Linked DNA regions of Mus musculus: region 2 is linked to region 1. The links are chromatin contacts, called in public promoter capture Hi-C maps. All regions are on one chromosome and are shown on one strand. The core of a region is the stretch at or near the end of the contact, and the rest is flanking DNA. Distances in the headings are between cores, read along the strand shown. Region 1 overlaps Acad11 (acyl-Coenzyme A dehydrogenase family, member 11). Region 2 overlaps Dnajc13 (DnaJ heat shock protein family (Hsp40) member C13).

Region 1 (3,867 bases), core at 982-3,481:
ATCCACAAAGGAACTCATACAGCAGCTCTGGCTCACTATGTAGCCCAGGCTAGCCTCTAACTTGCAGCAATCCTCCACCTTCAGCCTCAGCTCCCCTCCCAAGTGCTAGCTGAATTACAGGTGTGGGTCACCACAAACAAATAAGATTTTTAAAAACCCAGATTTTAAAAAACCTTGTATTTTTAAGAAAGTTATTTCTGATGGCCAGACATAGTGTTATATGCCTTTAATCCTAGCACTTGGGAGACTGAGGCAGGTGGGTCTCTTTGAGTTTGAGGCTAGCCTGGTCTACAAATCAAATTCCAGAACAGCCATGGCTACACAGAGAAACCCTGTCTTGAAAAACAAGAGACAAAAAACAAACCAAAACAAACACCCCAAAAAAAGAGTTATTCCTGGAGCATGAGGTATCATGCCTATCATCCAGACACTTGGGCAGCAGAAGCAGGAGGACTGCCACGAGTTGAGTCCAGCCTGATCAATGTATCAAGACCATAAAGAAAAGGGAAAAGTTATTATCATTGAGGTTATCCTTTATCTACATGACGATGATAATTAAGGGCCCCCAAACATGCAGCTCCCCATGTTGAGTGCCTTCTTGTCTCTCTTACCTTTAGTTTTTCGATCACTAAGGGGTGTCCCCACTTTTCCGCTGAGTTTCCACTTTGAGCATAGTATTCAGCTACTTCCTTAAGACAGTGAAGAGAAAATGATTAGACCAAGTTAGTACAAAGCCACAATGTCATGAAAACCATGAGTGTGTGTGTGTGTGTGTGTGTGCACGCGCTCGCGTGTGCTGGCGCATTCAAATATGTGTGGGCTGGAACTCCTAATTCTGCATCAGCTGCCTAAGCGCTGGGATTACAGGCATGTGTCACCATCCTGGTTAGTAATGTTTCTTTTTATTAATAGGTGCAGAATAAAAAAACTTCTAAATATTTGTTCATCAAAAATTATTCTGATCCGGGCGTGGTGGCACAGGCCTTTAATCCCGGCACTCGGGAGGCAGAGGCAGGCAGATTTCTGACTTCGAGGCCAGCCTGGTCTACAAAGTGAGTTCCAGGACAGCCAGGGCTACACAGAGAAACCCTGTCTTGAAAAACCAAACAAAAAAAATTATTCTGCCTCGATATTAGACAGTAATAGACAGTAATAATCTGATTCCCAAGGTTTACATATTCTGTCTCCAGCAACATGGTACACAGTGGGCATAGAAACCTCTCAACTAAAAAGGCTGGGTGAGGCCGGGTGTGGTGGCACAGGCCTTTAATCCCGGCACTCGGGAGGCAGAGGCAGGCAGATTTCAGAGTTCAAGGCCAGCCTACAAAGTGAGTTACCAGGACAGCCAGGACTAAACAGAGAAACCCTGTCTCAAAAAAAAAAAAAAAAAAAAAAAAAAAGGCTGGGTGAAGTGTTACCAGTTGAAGATATATTAAGTAATGCACAGTTGTTCTGGAAGAAAACAACAAAACAGCTTCATCCTTCAGGCAGGCAGGAGGATGGGAACTAAAGTTTGTCCTCTGGGCTATGGAGGCTGACCTAGGCCTTGGTTCTCAATGGGCCACATCAGTCGGGCACAGGCTCATGATAAGGCCAGGGGCTGGACAGAGCATTTGGAACTTTGGTTCCATCAAAGCCAGGAGGCTTGAGAAGTGAAACCCAAGGAGGGAACAAATAGAACAGAGAAACACACAGAAAATCTGCACCTTTGGAGGCACAGCCTGGGGAGAAAGCCTTCACACAGCTCTCCGTTTGCAGTGAAACAGAAGAGAGAAATGTCAGGCTCAGAAACCTGCCTTCATCCAAGCCTGGGATCTAAATGCCAGACCTGAGCGGCCCTCAAACCTCACACCCAAATTAAGTTTACAATGTCCTGCCAGCAGTGGCCCCAAACAGCTGTCCAGAACTAAACCAGCCCTTCTAGAGGAAAGAGTTTGGTACAAAAACTCATGTGACTCCTTCAGAAAAAAAAAAAAAAAAAGAATTCACTCCACAGTCCATCCTGAAAAATCCCTAATCGCTGCAGGAAACCAGCCACCACAGGCAAGAATCAGCAAAACAGCCGTGTTTCCTTACAGCCACAGATATTGCTTACATTCACAGCATAAAATAGTTGTGGTGAGTAGATTCCAAAAAGAAAGAAAGGAATTACAAGATTGACAATGGGCTACTAAAACAAACTTGGGAAGCAAGCCAAGGAAACGGAAGCCTTGGCAATGAACCGTAAGAAGGCTACCGCTGGCAAGCTCCAGTACAGCTTCTTAAAGGCTGGTGGGACCGGAAGCTTCTCCTGCCCCCCGGGGAGGCCCTGGGGACCAACAGAGCAGGCGAGCACCTACAGTCCTTTGTTGAGTCTGGGCCTTTCTTCTTTAAGGGCTCTCTGGACATTTTTCACACTCTCCAAAGTTAGACTATGGAGAACTGAACAACACGGCAGGAAGAGCTAAAGCAATTACTTAGTTCAGAAACTTGAGAGAAGAAAAGTGTGAGTGAAAAAGGATATGCCGGACCCAGGAGACTGAGTGCTTACTTCCACGGCAACCATGAAGCTAGCAATGGGAGAGGACAGTGAGACGGCTCAGAGGGGAAGGGTACTTGCTGCCAAGACTGGCGGTGACCAGAGTTCGATCCCGCAGATCCGACTTCAATATGCATACCAACCCCCCCAAATAAATGAACAAATGTAATTACAAGGTCAAAAGGAAACTGAAGGGTGAAATCTTCAACTCCTGAGAGAAAGTAATTAACAACCTGGAATTCATATCCCAAACTGTTGGCTGCTGCTGCTGCTGGTGGCGGCACCCGTACCTATCATCTTAGCCCTCGAGAAGCTGAGGCAGGAGGATCATGAGTTTGAGGCCAGACTGAACTAATTAGGGAGACCCTGTCTCAAAACATTAAAGATTTAGGACAAAATAAAAGTATCATCAATAGGCAAGGTACTACCTATCCCCTCAAAAACAAAACAAAGCAAACACCAACCAAAGGGCAGCCACAAAAGCTCCCGCAGACTCTCAGCAAAGCAGCTCGGCTCCAAGAGAAACATCTGAGTTGCAAGAATGAACGATAAAGTAATAACAAAGTGGGAAAGTCTAAATTACACTGTTCAGGCCGAATAGTAACCTCTGCTTTGTACAACTGAAAGAGTACAATAGAAATAGGGGATGATAGTTCTACAAAAGCTTAGAGATGCAGTTATAAATACTTACAGCATCTCTTTATCAACTACTCTCTCTACACGTCAGCTAAAAGAATCATGGGGTTAAAGGTCATGGGAACTGTCAAAGCTTTTGGTGTGAATCATCAGGTTATTGTAGATTATTCTCCCAAACTACACTGCTTTTGGCAATTGACTACCATGTTCCTTTTAGGGAAGCAAGGCTTGTCTGGGGTCCAGCAATGTACAAGGCAGAGGCTCGCACTTTCAAAGGCTCCAGGATGGAGGGCGCTTGTCACATCTGTCAGGGAAATCGCTAGGCTTTCTGTTTGGGGCTGCATATTATGCCTGTTCCTAGGGGGCCATAGAAGGTCAGTGCCATTCATTGTGTTTGGTAATGAGTATATTAGGGAAGATGTTTATGGTGTCCTCATTCTGCCTACCTCATTATGACGCTACAGTTCTGAGAACCAAATCCTACCTGTGTTTACATGCCCGAGAAGGGTGGGTTCATCTTAAGCCATGCTAAAGAGATAGGAGGAGTAACTACTAATTACTCCTTTCATGAAATACTATACTTTTCCTTCCAAGAATTAACTGCCCCTAGCCCAGATTCCCGTGAGCTGAGCCACCTTGGGGTTTAGCTTGGTCTGCCCATCTTTCTGACTCAACTTTCCCCGTTCCTTCACTTTGGATGCTGGCCACTTTTT
Region 2 (3,867 bases), core at 502-3,001, 100 kb before region 1:
ATTTGACCAGCATCAGCATATGTTATAGTAACTTTTCTATTGCTGTAGAGAGACACCATGACCAAGGCAACTCGTATAAAAGCAACCATTTAATGGGAGGATTGCTTACAGTTTCAGAGTCATAGTCCATTAGCAGCATAGCAGCAGGCAGGCTTGGTGCTGGAAAGTTAGCTGAGAGCTGCATCCTGATCTGCAAGCAGAGAGAGCAAGCTGGACCTATCAAGGGCTTTTGAAACCTGATAGCCCATCCCTAGTGACCCCCTCCAGCAAAGTCACACCTAATCTTTCTAATTCTATTAAAGGATTTTACTCCCTGGTGACTAAGCGTTCAAATATATGAGCCTGTGGGGGGCCATTCTTATTCAAACCACCACAGCATGCTTATACATATACTTTTCCTATTATGGACATTTCTGTTCATATGTCTAAGTGAAAGTGCACTATAAGTTTTTTTAACTGTTACTAGCCAATCCCAGAAGAGCAAGTGAGTATGTATCTGAGGTAATACGAAAAGAAAGGGATTTGTGCTCATTGGATCCTGTCAACATGAAGATAAAGTACCCAGAAAAATTGTCCCAAACATTCTCCAAGGTTTCTAATACTGAAAAGAAAAAAAGTAAATGCAAGGAGCATTGCATTCGAGGTCAAGATGGTTGAAAATAATTAACCATTGTCTGTATAGAATGGAACTTGGTCAGTGAAGGGTGTCTACTTTGAATAATCAAAACTTTTAGTGGTATCTGAAGAGAAAGGAAAAATGTGATGAATTTGGCCCCCATTCCTCGCAAGAAATACTCTCATCTGGAACTCACCATGTAAACCTGTTGTCCTGAGCTGCCAGAGCTCTCTTGCCTCTGTCTGCTTCCTGAGTGCTGGGATTAAGGTGTGTGGCACCATGCCCTGCTAAATTTAGCATCTTCTGATGGCATATTGCCTGTTTATTTTATACTGGGTTCTAAATCTTTCTTAAAATACTTTCCCTGTAGTTTAAAGGAGCACTTTATCTTGCTGGAACACAGGTAACTCAGGCTGTTTTCCAAGCGCTGTGCCCTGCTTAGGTAGGGTCCTGTGTCTTCTCACTGTTTTGGCCATATGACGGACAGCACAGCTTAAGAAATCAGTGAGTGATATAGTGCACAGTGAATGGATGGTCTCGGTTTCCTTGTGCAGGACAACTTGAGATACTCTGTTGTTGATTGATAATGTAAGGCTGTTTCCCTATACCTGATCTCAAGCCACATCTGCCTTCACATTGGAGAAAGTCCTACATGATTGTCTGTGACTGTTCCTTCCTGAACCTTGTCATAGAGTAGAACACTGACTGCCTTGTTGAGCAGATAGGACTTAAAGCAAGAGAAATTTAACAGTGACTTAAAAGACAAACAGTTGTTCTTTCTCACGACTGAGTCTAGACTATTGGCCTGTCACCAAGAGCCAGTGCTTGCATTACACTCTGTCCTCAGCTCACTGAAACTATCAGCCTGTCAACAGAGCCAGTGCCTACACCCTACATTATCTGCTGCTGGGTTTGGTCTTACTAGTAGCAATTAACTTCACATTTGGGGTTCTTTGGAAGCAAGTGTTCATTGAAAATTGAAATGTCACCTTTACTGTGTAAATAATAAGTATAACTAAAATGGCTTAGCACACATTCAGAGCAGTTCTGCTTAGACCTTTGTTAGCCTGGATGTAGTGAGTGGCCTGAGGGTCCCACAGTGTCCTAGAGCCCATTGTCTTTCAGGGCCTTGTGGTAGTGGCAGCCTCTGAGTTGCACTTTAGCCCTGTTCTCATTCTTGTTTTTCTTGTCAAGTCCAGTGTCCTTCAGAGAGGTTTTCATCATGTCATTTACTTGAAACTAATGCAACACAGACACACATGACATGGGTGTATACACCCGTGATCATGTGCACATAAACACTCATGTAGACAGCACATGCATGTGCATTAGAAATACTCTCAAGCAATCAACTTTGCCTGAACAACATAACAAAACTAGCTTTGGACACACTCGGGCTTTTATCTGACCATGTTTTGATCAGTTCTCAACAGTTTCCTGCATCACTATCTGCAGTAAATGTAGAAGGAGCCCCTTTTAAGTCGGTTTCCAGTCCTATAACAAGTTTATTGAGTCCCATGGATCTAAGAAGTGATAACCTCAGCATAACTCACCAAGCAAAACATTTTATTTGCTATTTCAGTTACTGCTGACCTTTGACCCTATCCTTGTTGAGAAAGTTGCCATCTTACTACATCACATTATGCAAGATAACCCACAGTTACCTCGCCTCTATCTCAGCGGAGTGTTTTTCTTCATCATGATGTATACAGGTTCCAACGTGCTTCCTGTTGCTCGGTAAGACCATGAAGACCCTGTCTTAAATTGCTTACAGTTATGTATGGGTGCGCTCAATAGGAACTTTTGCAGCATTGCTTTGTCATTATAATTGTTACCTTAATTAAAATATCTAAACATTTGGAAAGTAGAAGAAAAGAATTGTGCCAGTTTACTAGAACTAGTATTTGAAATTGATTTTACTATATGTATGTACATATTTAATATAGATACATTTATGCTATACATGGAGTTTTATATTTTGCTGTCTAAAATAAATATTTTTTATATAACTATGTAACCCTTAAGATGATCATCAAAATATTTATGGCACACTTCGGGCCTTCAAATATGGATTTATGAGTTGCCCTTTTATTTGTTTTTTCACCGTTTTAAAATTTATTAATGATCCAGTCTTTAGAAGCCTTCAGACTAAAACCTGATCAGTTTCTCTATCTGAAAGATACTCTGGTTTTTTTCTAGGTTTTTAAAATATACACACAGCAAACAGGCTTTCAAGTCTGAGGAGGTAAGCACGTTAGCTGACCCCAGAGCTCAGACCCTGAGTGTGCTGTCTGTCTAGGCGCTCAGTTTAGGAGATTGCAGGTCCTGGTTATCAGTGCTTGAAAGTAGGTAGTATGTTTAGTAACTCATTCACATTCTTTGCAGTACCCGCACATAAAAAGGTAAGCAGATGTTTAAAATGAAAATAAAACATGCTGATACTGAAATCACAACCATGAATTACCCTTTGAAAGCTTTTGGTGGTTTTTATAAAGACTTAATCATATACCAAAATCTCTTAAGATTCATTAATGCTTGAGCTTTTTGGTTCAGACCCCAAGGCAGACATGCTTTGAGGTTTCTTTTGAAGCTGCGCTGTGTTCGCGTGCTCTCAGAGTGCTCTTGCCCTTACCTGTTAACTGTGGTTTACAGAGAGACTTCACTGTCATTGGCAGTTGTTCCAAATTCGCTGGGCTTTTGCTAGAGCATTTAATTTTTAGATTTTACCCAAAGCTAGCCACCGTTGAAGACACTGAAGATTGTTGTTGTTAAAGCCACTTCAGTATGTTAGACACTAGACAGCAATGAAGGCTTCATAGAATAGCCACTGAAGCCCTGAGAGTAACAAGTTTGCCTGGCATTATTAAAGGGAAACAGATGGTGGCAGCCTTTCACTTCAGATAAAAATAGTGATAATACAGTAAGTATTAAGAATAGAAATAAGGATACTTAGAAATAATGATATTTAAATAGCATGTCTATCTAATATAGAAATATAGATAGTATAAAATCTATCTTTAGTGATAGAGAGAAAAATAGTTATACTTAATACCATATTAGTCATTTGGGCATCCTTTTTCCTTTATTTCTGTGCATCAGTAGATAGGTAATATCTTAAAACAGCTGGGCATGGGGGTTGTGTGTGTGCCTATGTGTGTGTTCTCCTGAGTACCTATGTGGAGGCAGGAGGTCAACCTGAGATGTCTGTCTAGTTACCTAGGTTTTTGAGACAAGCTCTCTCACTGAAGCTG

The links. Capture Hi-C pulls out chosen DNA fragments and counts their contacts.
Region 2: a contact with region 1 is called in a promoter capture Hi-C map of liver. The contact joins two enhancer-like sites. A contact is called at or near these places in 2 of 39 promoter capture datasets (liver and pre-B cells), 4 of 484 Hi-C or Micro-C datasets (the AML12 cell line, cortical neurons, liver and 1 more), 1 of 115 datasets of contacts at active chromatin or transcription factors (embryonic stem cells) and 3 of 9 other capture datasets (adipose tissue, liver and pancreatic islet).

The regions. Positions count from the first base shown.
Region 1 is chr9:104,087,080-104,090,946 of GRCm38.p6, reverse strand. Acad11 (acyl-Coenzyme A dehydrogenase family, member 11) reads right to left here. Exons shown (of 20, transcript NM_175324.4): 10 at 612-689. Among named protein-coding and RNA genes, the nearest start is that of Acad11, 25 kb to the right of the region's middle. Within about 2 kb of position 2,231, at least 46 of the 459 cell types and tissues checked have an H3K27ac peak or open chromatin away from gene starts, as enhancers often do. A contact at or near this core is called in adipose tissue and liver, where this site is marked.
Region 2 is chr9:104,191,100-104,194,966 of GRCm38.p6, reverse strand. Dnajc13 (DnaJ heat shock protein family (Hsp40) member C13) reads left to right here. Exons shown (of 56, transcript NM_001163026.1): 30 at 2,199-2,353; 31 at 2,816-2,861. It overlaps Gm46130 (a long non-coding RNA gene), which reads right to left. Exons shown (of 5, transcript XR_003948220.1): 2 at 110-190. Among named protein-coding and RNA genes, the nearest start is that of Gm46130, 11 kb to the right of the region's middle. Within about 2 kb of position 1,751, at least 11 of the 459 cell types and tissues checked have an H3K27ac peak or open chromatin away from gene starts, as enhancers often do. A contact at or near this core is called in adipose tissue and liver, where this site is marked.